Regions from separate parts of the Sus scrofa genome. Here region 1 is linked to region 2. The links are chromatin contacts, called in public HiChIP or PLAC-seq maps. All regions are on one chromosome and are shown on one strand. The core of a region is the stretch at or near the end of the contact, and the rest is flanking DNA. Distances in the headings are between cores, read along the strand shown. Region 1 holds the start of DUSP2 (dual specificity protein phosphatase 2). Region 2 holds the start of CIAO1 (probable cytosolic iron-sulfur protein assembly protein CIAO1).

What was found. HiChIP or PLAC-seq counts read pairs in DNA pulled down with a chosen protein or histone mark.
Region 1: a contact with region 2 is called in an H3K27ac HiChIP or PLAC-seq map of alveolar macrophages. The contact joins the promoter of DUSP2 here to the promoter of CIAO1 in region 2. A contact is called at or near these places in 1 of 5 promoter capture datasets (liver), 9 of 47 Hi-C or Micro-C datasets (alveolar macrophages, blood, embryonic fibroblasts and 5 more) and 2 of 2 datasets of contacts at active chromatin or transcription factors (alveolar macrophages and skeletal muscle).

What each region holds. Positions count from the first base shown.
Region 1 is chr3:47,050,320-47,053,716 of Sscrofa11.1, forward strand. DUSP2 (dual specificity protein phosphatase 2) reads left to right here and starts at 2,124. Exons shown (of 4, transcript XM_021087101.1): 1 at 2,124-2,622; 2 at 2,720-2,832; 3 at 3,256-3,397. The coding sequence starts at 2,235.
Region 2 is chr3:46,965,410-46,968,946 of Sscrofa11.1, forward strand. It overlaps CIAO1 (probable cytosolic iron-sulfur protein assembly protein CIAO1), which reads right to left and starts at 1,594. Exons shown (of 6, transcript XM_013995867.2): 1 at 1,011-1,594; 2 at 71-219. The coding sequence starts at 1,149. It overlaps TMEM127 (transmembrane protein 127), which reads left to right and starts at 1,449. Exons shown (of 11, transcript XM_021087100.1): 1 at 1,449-1,599; 2 at 2,023-2,340. The coding sequence starts at 2,097.

The DNA.
Region 1 (3,397 bases), core at 874-3,373, 85 kb after region 2:
GCCAGGCGCAGGCCCTTCAAGCCAGGAGGGGAGGAGGCTCAGCCAGGGGTGTGGGAGTCTGGGGGCTGGAGGCCCTACGCTGCTGAGCTGATCTTCACGCCTGAGCCAGGATCCCAGCTGGCCAGTCCTGACTGCTCCTCCCCATAGAGCTGGAAGCCCGTGGCTCCCAGTAGAGCCAGTGACGCCAGCCCCACGGGTCAGCAAGACTGGACCTGACCATCCTTTTGTGTGCTCTGTAATTTGCCGCTGGAGTCAGCCATTAAGTCACTCGCCAGGCTGATGCCAAGGATAAGGGTCCGTATCAGCTGCTGGCATCTGTGGCCCAGACTCCTCGGCTCTGTTATGGGCTTTGCCACATCAGCCTCCAGACTGGCCTAGGAGGAAGAGGTGGGTGCTGGAGATGTCCAGGCACTGGCATAGCCTCACAGCCCTGGAACCAGTGTGGGCGAGCAGCTGGTCTACTGTCGCTTCCATCTGACAGGTGGGGACACTGAAGCCTAAGAGGGTGACCTGGTCCCAGGAATCTCAGGAGTCCTTGAGGCTTCTCTCCCCCCAAGTTCCCTCTGCCTCGAAGTACACACAAACTACTAACTCTGCCTCCAGCATCATGGAACTGCATACAGATGATGCTCCAACACACACACACACACACACACACACACACACACACACACACACCCCCACTGGGAAGAGTTTAGAGTTTACAAGCCAAGGGGAAGGCTTGGGGCTTGGGGCTCAAAGACAGTCTGAACATAAGAGTCTGCAGCATAGGGAGGGTCTTTTTTTTTTTTTTTTCTTTTTTCTTTTTAGGGGCGCACCTGTAGTGTATGCCAGTTCCCAGGCTAGGAGTCAAATGGGAGCTGCTGCTGCTTATGGATACTAGTTGGGTCTCCAGGAGGGCCTTAGGCCCCAGGGTAATGACTGGAGGGAGGGAGAGGGGCCTAGGGGTTTGGGTTCTGAAATCCCATGCAGCTAGATGGGGGTGGGGGCGCTCCCACTCCAGGGTACTGTCCCCACAGACCTGAATGTCTCTGCTTCAGAGTTCAACTGCCAACATCTCTAGCCCCAGCCCAGGGGCCCAGACCCCCACGCACACCTGGGACTCACCACATCCGCCTCAGGGGTGGGGGCGGGCTGAAGGGATGTGGATTCCCTTGCTCCCCCAGTCTTACTGCTCATCTCCAGGCTTGGGTCCCTGCGTCCAGGGCCCCTGCTGCAGGTCTAGGTGGGGCTGAGTGGGAGTGGCGGGGGAGGGCGGGGGAGGCAGATTCTGGTAGTTCTTCTCTCTCTTTCCCTTGGTGAGGCTCCTGAAATTCCCACAAGGCCTCAGGGAGAGCCCAGCAGCGTCAGCAGAGTTCCCCTTCAGAGCTGGCCTGTGACTTGGGGAAGTGCTTCACCCTTGGCCCCTGGAGTTTCCCTGGGCTTCAGAGGAGGAAGCCTTGCTCTACCAACTGGAAAGTCGTCACAGGCTCCCCTGCCCGCTCCAGGCCAAGGCCCTGGGGGTCCTCTTCATGCCATGCCAGGGTCTTGGGCTCAGAGGACAACGTTCTGGCCTAGCTTGGCCACTGAGCAGCTGCAAAACCCCTGGCTGGTCTCAGCCAGGAAATGGGGGGTGGGGGAATAGAGTCCCTCCCTACCAGGGTCTTTTAAGCAGAAGAGAAGAGGCACATCAAGACATGGTTCCCCATCCAGCAGTGTGGAAACCACCCGTGGCAACAGACAGATGTAAACTTTTGTTGTCACAGATTCCCAGGAGAAGGTAAATCCTGGGAGGGAGGAGGGAGAAGGGAGAGGAAGCGAAGCGAGGGGCACCACGGCCCCCTGAGGAGGGGGATGTGCATCTGAGAAGTCGAGAAGTCAGGTCAGAGGGTTAGGGCGCTCAGGAAGAGCCCTGGGGCGCCTAGGTGGGAAGGGGGCGTCTGGGGAAACACCCTCCGTGCTGGTCCCGGGCTTCCTCTCCCACCGCAGCGCCCCGCCCCCGTCCCAGTCCCCCAGCCCGCTCCAATCCTGGGCCCGCCCAGGCTGCACCCCGCGTGAGACGGCGGGGGCGGCGCGGGCGCCTTCCTGCTCTGCCCTTGTATGGTGACCCGGGAGGCCGGCCCACAGCTACTTAAGCCAGGGCACTGCAGTCAGAGCCCGGAACAGACGGTTCAGGCAGCGCGGCCGCCGCGAGAGCCCGGAGCGCGCACGGGGAGGGAGGAAGGAGAAGAGAGGGAGGAGGGGAGACGGACAACATGGGGCTGGAGGCGGCGCGCGAGCTGGACTGCGCGGCGCTGGGCGCGCTCCTGCGGGAGCCGCGGGAGGCCGAGCGCACGCTGCTGCTCGATTGCCGCCCCTTCTTGGCCTTCTGTCGCCGCCACGTGCGCACCGCACGGCCGGTGCCCTGGAACGCGCTGCTGCGGCGCCGCGCGAGCGGCTCGCCCGCCTCCGCCCTCGCCTGCCTGCTGCCCGACCGCGCGCTGCGGGCGCGCCTGGCCCGCGGGGAGCTGGCGCGGGCCGTGGTGCTGGATGAAGGCAGCGCCTCGGTGGCCGAGCTCCCGCCCGACGGTCCAGCCCACGCTCTGCTCGCCGCGCTCCTGCACGAGACCCGCGCCGGGCCCACCCTTGTGTACTTCCTGCCAGGTGAGTGCCGGCCGGCCAGCGTTCCCCGCCCTCGGCTGCCGCGTCCCCGAACCCCGACGGGCCCTCCCGGCTAACCGTGTCCTGATCCAACTTGCAGGAGGCTTCGATGGCTTCCAGGCCTGCTGCCCCGATCTGTGCTCTGAGTCCCCCGCCCTGCCAATGCTGCCCGAAAACAGCCGCCCCGACCCCAGGGCTCCCTTGTATGACCAGGTGAGTTGAGATCGGGGTTCCTTGTCAATGTCCCGCTGACCCCAAGGGTAGGCGCCTCTGGGGAAAGAGTCTGCCATTTGTGGGAGCAGGAGTTTGTCTATGCCCACAGTCACCTGTGTATGTGTGTCCTCACCCCTAAAGGGGAGAACACCTTTGTGTATGCCTTACTTGCTCGTGAGCATCTCGGAGAGTCTGTGTCTGTCCTATGAGCAGCGTAATTTGGGGGCTTGGGGGGAAATGTCTGTCTGTGAGTGTATATCTCTGCGTGTCCCCATGTCTGATTCCCGGTTAGGACTGGCTAAGGGTTTCTCTTCCCTGGCCGGTTTGCCACGGTGTCTATGCCCAACAACCACCCACCGCGGTGCTCCAGCCCTCTAGGCCAGAGCTGAGTTCTCACCGCTGCCTCTGCCTCTTCTTCTCCAGGGTGGCCCTGTGGAGATCTTGCCCTACCTGTTCCTGGGCAGCTGCAGCCACTCATCTGACCTGCAGGGGCTGCAGGCCTGTGGCATCACTGCGGTCCTCAATGTCTCGGCCAGCTGCCCCAACCACTTTGAGGGCCTGCTGC
Region 2 (3,537 bases), core at 344-2,843:
CCTGGGTACAGCCTTACCCACTCAGGTCAGTTCAGGTTCCAACAATCCTGGCCCCATCCAACCCAGTTACCTCAAAGTCATCCTTGTTTTTCTTCCAAATGCAAGTGGTGGCATCAAAGCTGGCAGAAGCCAGGTAATTTCCACAGGGAGACCAGGCCACCTTCCGTACGGTGCGCTGGTGGCCTTCACAGAGGACAGATTTGCAGATCCAGCTGTCGCCTAAAAGCAGAGAGCAGACCAGGCTCTGGAGCTGGGTGCACAAGAAGATACTGAAGTACTAACGATGCCACTGGGTAATGGGGACCAGTATTGGAGCCCAGCTGAGAGGGCAAAGTTCAGTGGGTGTATTTAACAACATGCTTTCAGAAAGCTGTAACTGAATCCACTTCCTTAGGAGGCATCTTTCTAAAACAAATGAGGAGTTGCCCTCCTGATTTAAAACTGTCAGTGGTGGAGTTCCTGTTGGGGCTCAGGGTTAAGAACACGACTAGTATCCATGAGGATGCGAGTTGGATCCCTGGCCTTATTCAGTGGGTTAAGGATCCGCTGTTGCAGTGTAGGCTGCAGATGCAGTTCAGATCAGTGTTGCTGTGGCTGTGGCGTAGGCTGGCAGCAGCAGCTCCGATTTGATCCCTAGCCTGGAAACTTACATAGGCCTCGGATGCGGCCCTAAACAGTCAATGGCTCTCAAATACCGTTGGGACAAAATGTAAACTTCATCGTCTGTCGCAAAATACTCTGCAGGCTACTTTCCTACCACCTTCTCTCATTTTCCTGCCTCAGAAACTGTCATAATTCCCTATTTCGGCCATCTACTGACATCTTTGCTTCTAGCCAGAAAAACCAGAGAGTGGCTAATGTCCAACTCGAAAGTGGCTCCTCCATCTTCTCCCTCGGCCAGTGACCCCGCCTTTCTGAATCTGCTGCCCCGCAGGCTGCGCACTCCCAGAGCATGGTACCCACACCAAGCACACGTAGATCCCTCGGCGGCAAGCCGGGACCGGCCTTACCCTCTCTGCCCCAGATGCGGACGCTACGATCGCCACCGCACGAGGCCAGCAGAGTTCCCGCGGGGTTCCAGGCCAGGAACCAGCAGCGGGAGTCCGGGTGCGCCGGGATACGGCCAAGCAGCACCAGCGAGTCCTTCATGGCGGCCTGGCGCAGAAAGTGGTGAGCAGAGACAGCACTGCCGACTGCGGCTCCCACCACGCAAACCTGCTTCCGCCCAAGGGCCGCGGGTTCTCTTAGGAACTAAAGGGTCCGCTGCTGCGGCCGCGCTGCCCTCTGGGAGTTGTAGTCGGTCCTTAGCCACCCCTCTCCAGTCCCCACAGCGGAAAACATCGCGGTATCGGCTAGAACTACCAGTCCCGTGAGGCCTTGCGCAGGGGACCGGCGGCGCGCCCGGGCTGTGTCTGGCGCGGGGGACGGGGCGGGGAGCCGGAGGAGGCGGGGGCAGAGGTGTAGAAGCCGGAAGTGGATCGGGCCCGGGTCTGTCCGGGCGTTGCGGGTTTGGGGCCTGGGAACGGTCGGCCCCGCAGAGCTGAGGAGCCCTTGACGGGACGGAGCGACGCCATCCAGACACTTAAGGCCTGCTGACTGGTAAGGATTAGGAGTTAGTGAGAGGCGGGTCCTTTCTGGGTATAGGTCGCACCCCAGAGCGCCGTTCCCAGATCCTGGGTCCCCGATCCCTGCGGCCCAGGCTAGTTCTCCGCGCTTCGACTCCCTCTGGCCAAGACCCCTCTGGTCAAGACTCTCTTCCACCAGTAACGGATACCTTCGTCCCAGCCTTCTCCCTACTCCGCTCTGCCGAGATGCAGCGGGCCCCTAGCCCTCTCCCGGTCCTCATCCCGCACCTCCGCAGTCCCACTCCAGGGACCCGGTCCCAGTTCCCTAACCCCCGCAGCTCTCGGGTCTCAGCTCGGCCCTCTGTCCCACCCCTGTCCTCATCAGCATGGACCCTGACAGCTTTGCTCCAGCCTTACCTGCTGCGAACCCAGTGCGTTGCTCTCCTCCCCTGGACAGGCAGGCTCTGTGCGCCCCGCGGAGGTCGGCGGCGACCAGCAGCGACCGCGGAGCTACGGCGGGCGGCCCCGGGCATGTACGCCCCCGGAGGCGCAGGGCTGCCCGGCGGGCGCCGGCGGAGGAGCCCGGGAGGCAGCGCTTTGCCCAAGCAGCCGGAGCGTAGCCTGGCCTCAGCCCTACCGGGTGCCCTGTCCATCACCGCGCTGTGTACTGCCCTCGCCGAGCCTGCCTGGTTGCACATCCACGGTGGCACCTGTTCCCGCCAGGAGCTGGGGGTCTCCGACGTGCTGGGCTACGTGCACCCGGACCTGCTGAAAGGTGAGGGCGCTGCGCGCCGGCCCTCTTCTTTCTGGGCAATAGGGCCTCCTCTTCCGAGAGCGAATGTGGTGCGGGCTGGAGCTGAGATAGCCTGGAGCAGGCACTTGGTTGAAGGAAACAGCCCGATTCCTGCCCACCAGGTGGCTCTGTTTGGGGTCCGGCCGCTCATTAATTCTGATGTTATTCAGCCAGGCTCCCACTCCTCAACGCCATGCTAATCTGAACTGCTATTTTAGGATTCTGCCGGAGGAAGGGCGCTGTGTATCGGAAAGAAGATAAGGGTTCTTGCTAGGCATCACAATTAGCTGTTTCCGTCTAAGGAGCCTGTGGGATATAGGAAGGTTTCTTTGGGGCCAACTGATTGATGGAGAAAAAGGAAGTTTTAAATACTGCTAGATTTTTAGAAATATTTTTGAGTTCTATAGTAATTGAATTGTTGTTAGAGGAAAAAGGGAGTCTATGGTATTTTCAATAAGCAGAAGTCAGTTCCATTGCCACCCTCAGTAAAACAGTTGGAATTTGGCTCTTGGAAGCCTTGCAAGTGTGCTGGAATGAGGTAAGGTTTGTTGCTTTGTTCATTATCATGCTTCCCAGCCAGAAAGACAGAGGAAAGGGGAAAAGGATCGCTGTCTTTACTGGACACAGGAGGCGGGGAGCTCATCCTGTCCTAGCCCTGTTGCCAGTAATGACCATAAAGCCTGCTGTGTGGTGGGAGAGCTGGATGGCCTTTTCTGGCTTTTACAGGGAAGACCAGTCAGTGGATTCCAAACAGCCCTAGTAACAGCAGAGTTCATTACTCCCGAGGTTTTTTGAGCTTTTCTTGAAGGTCTTTCTGTTTTCTCCCTATGCCACTCCCTGGCTCTAATTCATTCCAGATGCTTACTGCCCTACCTATCAGAAGCCTCTCCTGTTAGATATCTTCACATTGCCTTTTTAAGGATTCAGGTACTGAGATTTGATGAAAAGGTCAAATTCTTCTTCGTGCCTTGGATCATATACCACTTCTGTAGGTTGTGGCTGAAAAGCCCTATCCTTGTGACATATAATGTTGTCTTTCTCTGAGAATTCGCTTGCTGTTTTGCATTTCTCTTGAATTTCTGAGGCTTTAGGATGGTTTTGCAGAGAACAGGATGGGGGCTTCTGATTCGTTTCCAGATTTCACTGTGATGATAGTTTTCACTGTGTTGGCTCATTGAG